Regions from separate parts of the Mus musculus genome. Here region 1 is linked to region 2. The links are chromatin contacts, called in public HiChIP or PLAC-seq maps. All regions are on one chromosome and are shown on one strand. The core of a region is the stretch at or near the end of the contact, and the rest is flanking DNA. Distances in the headings are between cores, read along the strand shown.

What was found. HiChIP or PLAC-seq counts read pairs in DNA pulled down with a chosen protein or histone mark.
Region 1: a contact with region 2 is called in an H3K27ac HiChIP or PLAC-seq map of heart atrium, with 5 read pairs. The contact joins two enhancer-like sites. A contact is called at or near these places in 1 of 15 datasets of contacts at CTCF or cohesin (the NIH/3T3 cell line) and 1 of 115 datasets of contacts at active chromatin or transcription factors (heart atrium).

Annotation. Positions count from the first base shown.
Region 1 is chr4:82,195,494-82,199,666 of GRCm38.p6, reverse strand. No RefSeq gene overlaps it. Among named protein-coding and RNA genes, the nearest start is that of Gm11264, 130 kb to the right of the region's middle. Within about 2 kb of position 1,801, at least 27 of the 459 cell types and tissues checked have an H3K27ac peak or open chromatin away from gene starts, as enhancers often do. A contact at or near this core is called in heart atrium, where this site is marked.
Region 2 is chr4:81,579,316-81,583,247 of GRCm38.p6, reverse strand. No RefSeq gene overlaps it. Among named protein-coding and RNA genes, the nearest start is that of Mpdz, 140 kb to the right of the region's middle. Within about 2 kb of position 2,432, at least 68 of the 459 cell types and tissues checked have an H3K27ac peak or open chromatin away from gene starts, as enhancers often do. A contact at or near this core is called in heart atrium, where this site is marked.

The DNA.
Region 1 (4,173 bases), core at 552-3,051, 620 kb before region 2:
ATCCTATATGGCTGTCTTCAGAAGCTCCCGCATCTGGAGAAAATGCCAGCATTAGATTTCCTTTTGCTTTTACCTCCCATCCACTGATGTTTATTTCTTTACTTTTGCAAATCATCTCTTCTTCCCTAATTGGAAGACTCTTACTATTGATCCCATTGATGTTGGGCCAGCATAAGAGGAGCATGCTCTCAAAAGACACAAAAAACAGGAAGCTGAATGAAGAGCTAAAAGAGGAGGCTGAGACCTGAGGTCAGATTTGTCTGTGGCAGAATCTAGCTTTACACTCTGCTTCCTGAAGCAGAAGGTTGCTCAGCAATGTTGAATTTTGCTGGCTCAGTACTGACTGTGGAGACCTTTACTCAAGGAGGATGTGGGCTGGGAAGGTAATGAAACTTTCTGTTCCTCTTCCATAACTGAACCCAAGCTCAGTGCCCAGCATGTTGGATGGCTCACAACAACCTGCAACTCAATCTGGTCTGATGTTATCTTCAGGTCTACATGGGAACCATCACTCATGGGTGTATATTCACACACAGAGACACAGACACACGGATACACACATTAATTTAAAGGTAATCTGACATTAGTCAACGTGAGGTCTGAGGTTCTTTTCACTGTTGTCTTTTACAGTTCAGTATAGACTCTGATTCAAACAATCAGTTCATCTAAAACAAAGAGAGATTATTCTCTCCAAAATCTTCATGTATGGTGTGGATGTCCAGATTCTGGAGGCCATGCCCCATGCCTAAGACTTTTCCCCTGATTCCTCTTTACTTATAACCCTAACCTCTGCGGAGAGACTTTTGTTCTTTCATCATCTGTTGATCTATTATTGTCTTACCTCCTCTCCTGTCGCCACATAAATCTGGTTGGTGGTTGGTGGGGTCTGTTTTATAGGGCTTATTAGAAATCACAGTGAATCACCTCTGGTGCCAGCTTTGGGTCACAAAGGAGGTCTGCCAATTTTTCAGTAGCATTCCCATCTTGGGAGGAGTAGGGAGTTCCTCACACTAGACTGTCAAATGACAGAGTGGCTCATTTAGTCAATCAGAAAGACACTTGGTCCACATAGAGCAAAGGGCACAATAGTTGATAGTGTCTGTTGTAAAGTCTCCTACCCCATTCCCTTGTCTCTGTTTTGTAAACCTGCTGCTTGGAGAATGTTCTTTGGAATTTGGTAAGTCCCATGGACGTGAGAGGTCATCTCAGGGAAGCTGGTGTTTGGGGTCATCACGCTTTCTACAGCCTGATGGACAGACAACAGGGAACACGGATTACATTTAAACTCAGCTGCTTGTTCCCGTGAAAGAGTAATTCATTTATAGAATTGTGATTTCTCCTGCAGAAAAAAAACAAAGAACAAACAAACAAACAAACAAACATCCCCCAGAACAAAACCAAACCCAGCTGCTATTTTTGGGGGTAAGAGTTTAAATGAAAAGCCTATGAAAGTAAACTACCCTGCCAGGAAGACTCTCCGTGAGCTTTCCAAATCCGTTCACTAAAGTAGGAATTTGAAAGCTGCACCACAAATTGCCTTTCCCTTCAACCGGGATGCTTATTATGGTCCTGGCTCCTCACTGCTGGCCTATTACTTACACATGAGTTTCGTTACCCTGTATTTTAATTATATGTATAGAGCAAGTTTTATGTTCCCTTCTCTGACTACTCGTAAACTTCACAGAGATCACCCAAAACCATACTGTTCTTAAAATAGCCTTTGCCTCTGTCCTTGTAGTGATACCAAATGACATTCTCTTGACCCAGCTCTGGCTTGTATTAAGTACACTTGGAGACTGGCAGACATGCTCATCCAAACCCCAGCTTAGTTTGAGTTAAGCATACCCCAGTTGCCAGACTCTGCGCCTAGAACACACCATTAGAGACATGTCATATGACTGGCAACAGGCACAAGTGGAATTTCTGCGGCATCCTTTGAACGTTACCAGTGTTTGAGTCAGAGCTGTGGGCTCTGGAGGCGATGCCACTTCTGTTAGCTGTGATGGGAACACGCATGGGTCTGCCTGCTGCTATCTCTAGGTGTTTCCCTCTCTGCTCTGTGCAATCATTCTCTGGTCTGAGAGCCACAAGATGTACGGTTTGTAATTCTGGGGGAAGAGTGCAGCTAACTCGAAAGGCTGGTCCCAGTATTAAATGTCACCAAAATGAGTGAAGAGAGTATTCTAGCCTTGATTTGCAGGTCAGACTGTTACAATTTCACCTTTCCCCATTTCTGCTGCACTATTTCACTGCCATGGGAAACAGTGTAAATCAGCCACTGGATGGCTCACATCTTCCTCTTTCTCCCCTTAAAAATACAAAGCTATCTTCCCTCCTACAGATCATTATGGCTGATAAATCAGAGACTAACCATAATATTTTAGGTGACGTGGCTATAAAATATGATCCGTGAGTGTTTTCCTTTCTGAAACTTCACTAATTGTGGCATAATTCACTATCACAATGTTTTATTTTAATTCACATAAACAGACCAGCTCAGAAGGATTGTTTTAATAGAGGAGTAATATCACATGGCCGTATTTGTTAAAGAAGCAAGTGTTATTGACCCAGCTGAGTATCCTTGGTGGGTCAGGGGCTGTGCCTCAGGTTTGCAGGTTTCAGTGTGTTTTTCTAATCTTCTGTGGCTCTCCCTAGGCGTGAGCACAATGTACATTCGTCTGTCAGCCTGGGACTCATAATGGAATCATTTTAAACTGGCGGTGAATCTTGGCATTCATCGTTATGCTGTGACACAACTAGAAAGAAAGAGAGATGTGTTATGTGTTCCTTTCCCCATGTGGTATCACTGAGGCTGGAGGACCAGTGTGACTGCTTGGCATCCTCCTTTCCTGTGCCTCTAAGTCCACAACTTTGACAATTTGTTCTTTTTTTTTTTTTTTTTTTTTTTTTTTTGTATACAAGTTTGTGAAGTTTTCAAATTCCTGGGTCTTCGATGGTAATTCTTACTGATGAAACGTCTCTGGGAAAAAAGGAATTTGGAATGAAAACAGATGTTATAAAATTCATGTGTTTGACAATATTTTTTTTCTTTAAAATAACAATAAAATCCATAGCTCAAAGTCAGGGAGGCTCCTATCAGGGGTTCTGATGAGAAACACTTGTAGATCTCTCTGACAGAGTACCATGGCAGCAGAAGTGCTGACGACGCCCTGTGATGAGTTGAGTTATGGTCTCTAGCTGAGTAGCTGATTATCCAGTGTTCCTACTCTCCAAGATCTGTTGAAAAGTCGCAGTTGAGTGAGCATGAGGGCTTCCTGGTATGCATGTGAGGTGCGTAGAGATGCCCTCTGTGGGGCTACAGGCTAAGGGACCATGTGTGCCACAAAACTTCAACTTGAGCTGAGCCCTTGGCTGGGTTTCTGGGTCAGGGCCTCAAGTAGTTCCCAGCCTTTTCCTCTTGTGGTTGCCGGCTTTCTAATTTTGGTTTCTAATTGTACCAGCCATTTTACCACAAGACCACAGCTGTAAGGTGGCATTTGGAAAAAAGGAAATAAGCCTGTCGGGTTCCACCCCTTCCTGTTAGAGGGATCAACTGACTGTATTATGTTTATCACAGATTTTTAACATGAAAAGGAATTTATAAGCCATGTATCTAATTTCTCTTGATTTTCTTCTTTACTGCCCATCAACCATAGGCTCCAATTTTACCTGGACAAGTTGAAACAGATCTTTTTACTTTTATCATTTTTATATCTTGCCAAGCAAAGAGGAGTGAGACTTTCTTATCTCGTACTGCAAAGAGCAGGAGACCTAGGGAATGAAGTTCATGTGACTTCTTAGGACATGTGATTTCTTCCCCCGTCTCTGCCTCTCTTTTTCTATAAAATTTGTAAATTATCCCCTAGCTCTAAGACTCTTTTGAGGCCCAAGGAAAGCTTGGTGAGTCTGGAGAGATGCAGGAACAAAGCAGAAGAGATAGTGATTGAAGCATTCTTTACGTGTGTGTGTGTGGGGGGGGGGGGGATGTAGAGATACTTGGATAACACATCACCAGAGCTCTTTATAAAGACATAGAACTCAGGGATAGAAGGCTTAATTTCTTTTTCTTTAGAAATGGTGGGGAAAGTTATTTTTAAGTTAAGAACTGAGCTACAGAAGAAAAGTGAAATTGGGCTATAAACTTGACTAATCAAGTTTCAGAAAATGTCTTAA
Region 2 (3,932 bases), core at 1,183-3,682:
TTTCATTCTTCCTTTCTTTCTTTTTATTCACTTTTCCAAGAACTCATGCAACTTCCTGTTTCTCCTTTATATCAGTTTCATATGCAGAGATAAAGAAGGGAGGGATTTTTTTTCACCTGCTGAGAACACACCCATGACAAATACACCGTCTTTCCTAAAGAGGCTCACTTTTTGTGGGTTTGAACAGTCAGATTTCCCTTCTGTGCATCAGAAGCACTTTGTTGTTCCCCATGAAGACAGACAACAGGCTGCTCTTACTCCAACACAGCTCACTTTAAACTGCCTCAGCGCAGCTCCTGAGCTCTGGTAACAGGGGTCTGGGAGTCTATGAAGCTAGATAACAGAATTGTGGTGTGGCAGCACTGAAAGAATTGCCTTTTATAGATATCTAGCACCCCAAGGCTGTTCAGACAAGTAAGTAAGTATAATGTTCTCATTCTGAATTTCCATGTCTTTCCAATTAGTAGATGGAAAGAGAGTGTGGGGGTGGGGAGGATAGAAAAGGCCACGTGGATGAGTTTCTGTAAATATGCCTTCCAGCCAAAACTTCGAGAGATTTCCTTTACACCCTGAATTTTGGTTGATTTTTGCAAGGAAATGGAAATGGGCATAGAACTAACTGTATGTGGAAGTCAGTCTGGGCTTTTTTATTTTAACATGAAAACTTTAACCTTGATAAGTAGAAAATTTCTAATTCCACTGAGGACTGGGGAATAAATATCTTGCTTTGAACTAAAATATAGAAATTCACAGCACCACCTATTGGTTTCAAAATAAATATTTTTTTTCATTTACTAATTATAAAGAAAAGTTTTTCAATGAATTCTTCTTCTGAAATACATCACATTTTAAATAATGTTATGATGGTGGTCTGGAAATATCCTAAACAAAGCACACAATTAGGAGATGAGGTAACATGACTTGTAAAAATAAATACAGATCGACATAACTATATACTCAGAGACTAGAAGTAAGGCTGCATGCAGACTGCCCTTTGAACATTGCGTGTATGAAGTTGTGCTGTTGTGTTTTGCTTTTCAAGCTCCCCTTTCAGTGCTGTTTCTAAGCTGATGGAGCTGTACTTTCTCCACCGTACAACTGGAGCAAACGGGTCTGCACTTGATTTCTCTCTTCGCATCGACCCCTAAAATCTAGGAAAGACATTACGCTCAAACGTCAATTAGTTCTCAGCGTTAGCTATTTCAGAATCTCCTTCACGGGGGTCTTTTACAAGTCAGCCTCATCACCAGATACCAGCCTCCTCTGCATCCTGGGCGTGTGTGCTTTCTACCCGGTGCTCAGCCTGCACATCTCTATCCAGAATACAGGACCGTTCCCAGAGAACCAGGAGGAAGGAAGTCCTCTCCGCTTTCCCATACACCAGGAAGCATATAGTTTCTATATTATGGAGGATAGTTCATGCAGACTCCCTTCTCCAACCTCAGGACAGTGCGGCAATACAAGGAGATCGCTTTAAGTCTACCACGGAACGTGGGAATACACTTTTCTTTGAACCTAACTCTTCCAAATGTATTACACGTTTAAATCTATTTTGTCATGATTGCGTTTGTTTGTTTGTTTAGGACTTCAAGTGATCTAGAAACCCTGAAATGCAGGCATCCTGGCCCTTGTCACTTCCATTGTGTAACGATTTGGGAATCCAAATTCTGTGGCAGAGCTTCAGACGGGACGGAAGGAGAACTTCCTTCACTTCGATGCCACTGTAAAGTGTTAAATGGTTTGATTCTGTTCACCTTTGTAAAACTGGAACAGGCACTCTTACAAGAAGAACGTCTGTATCTGAGAGCAAAGGAGAAGCCGCCGAATGACGGAACAGGGCTCCTAGGGAGTCAATCACAAGAAATTAGAGTCAGATTTATGTAAGGAAAAGAATTGTAAGGCTCAACTAATTAAATTATCCTTAGCAACTTAAAAATGGTTAAATTAGAAATTTCATGACTCAATCCAACATTAAGGTTTTTTTTTTTTTTTAAAGCACTCCAGCCATATTTAGGGGAAAAAAAGTGCAAAGAAGAGGAAAAGGAACTTTCTTACTCTACACTGTCAAATGGCTCATCCTAGCTCCCTCTGGGGTTGAGCATTTCAACCAAAAGCTTCGCTTCTCACTGAAGTGCCTGAAGGGTGCATTTCCAACTACCTGATTTAAATGAAACAGAATTCAAAATGGAAACCCTGATCTTTTTTGTGGAATTTTGAAATATTGCTATTTTGTCTTTTTTTTTTTTTTTTTAAAGGTCAAGAACATGAACATCATCGTGATTTGACTCAGAATCCTCTAAGACTTGTCTCATTTCGTATCTTGCCCCCTTGTATTTCCAAACAGACTTCTCACCAAGCAGCCTCCACACCCTCCCTGCGGGTCTCGCTCTCAGAGCGAGCCATAATCACAGGCTTCCATGCCCTGGCTGGCTTTTTGGCTCGGCAGGGCAGTTGCACTGCCAAGTTCTGCATCGAGCCCTTCATGGGTTTATCCTTACATGCACCTTAGTGACCTGATACATTTCATCTCTCCTCGTGCCCTCTTGTTGCTGTCTGGGCAGCCAAACGTCTACAGCTAAAAGGAAGAAAGCCCCTGACATGTTTTTGCCCTTTTCTCTGACAAACCTACTACTGGAGAAAAGCATGTTAGCAATAAAGGAAGGAAAGCCTGGGGTCAGCTGAGGCTGTAAGAGGCAGCCCAGCTGAAGTTTAAAGCGGCAACTAGTGTCGCGATTCCTGGGAAAATGAGAGATGTTGGTTTCAAAACATATAACACATAATCTGCCTCCAAACAGACTGAAAGCTTAGCTCAGACCTACCAGCTTCTCTTCTAAACATAAAACCAGGAAATTAGGCAAGTTTATTCCCTTTCCTTTAATAACGGACATTATCAGAGCGCTTCGGGGAACACAACCGTTTTTATGGAGTAAGAACCAGCAATTTTAAAACAAGAAATATGTGTGGGAACAGTGTTTATTTTTTTATACTTAAGTGCACATGCAGTGATTATTAATATTTACATACAGATGCACGTATGGAAATCATTGTCTTGGAAAGTGGTTAGAATCTAGAAACAATTGGCAGACAGAGAAAGGAAAACAGAACGGTCCAGTCTACCAAACCATCCCAGAGGACACTGCTCAGTAATGGGAAGGCTGATAACACAGCAGTGCTCCTGAAAACCCTGCAGAAGGGCAAGGATCCGTTAAGATTGTTACGGATTCTGATGTAAGATTTAGGGGACCTAAGTTCTTTTCAAATTGACTTCATGTGTGCACAATCAGCCTACAGCTTCAGGTGCAGGGTAGATATGTGTCTACTGAAGTCTTGGCAACTGGAGATAGCTGTGTTCCTTGAGGCTTGTTTGCTCGAGGGGGGAGAGATAGAGAGCCTTCCCTTTTGAAAAGACATTTGTACCACAAATGTGCCACTGTCCACTAACAGAGGCTGTGTTTTGTTACAGCTCTGCAGGATTCGGGGTGGATTTTATGCCGTTCAACATGCACACCGTGGAGGATTTCGCTTGTTTGGGTACATCAAGCAAGGAAAAATCCAAACCAAAACAAAAAGACGCACACAATCAACACACACACAAAACAGGATTGGGCTCCTTTGTTTGGTGTCTGCTGTAACCCAGATTGTGGCAATTATCTCTCTGGCTTTACAAGCCTTTTCTTTCATTCTAAAGGCAGTTTTTGGAATCACATTACACTTAACTCAGTTTAACAAATAAGAGTGGTCTGGCAAAATGGCACCATGTGCTTTCCACAAATATCTGTGGTATAGGCAAACTCTCAGTATTTTTATTATGCCCAAGCCTCTTTGGTTTAAAGCAAAAGGACCAATGCAAAGAAAAGGGAAAGCCCAGACTTGGGGACTTGGGGTGTGTTGGGGTCGCTTTCTGCACCAGAGTGAGAAGGGAGGAAAGATAC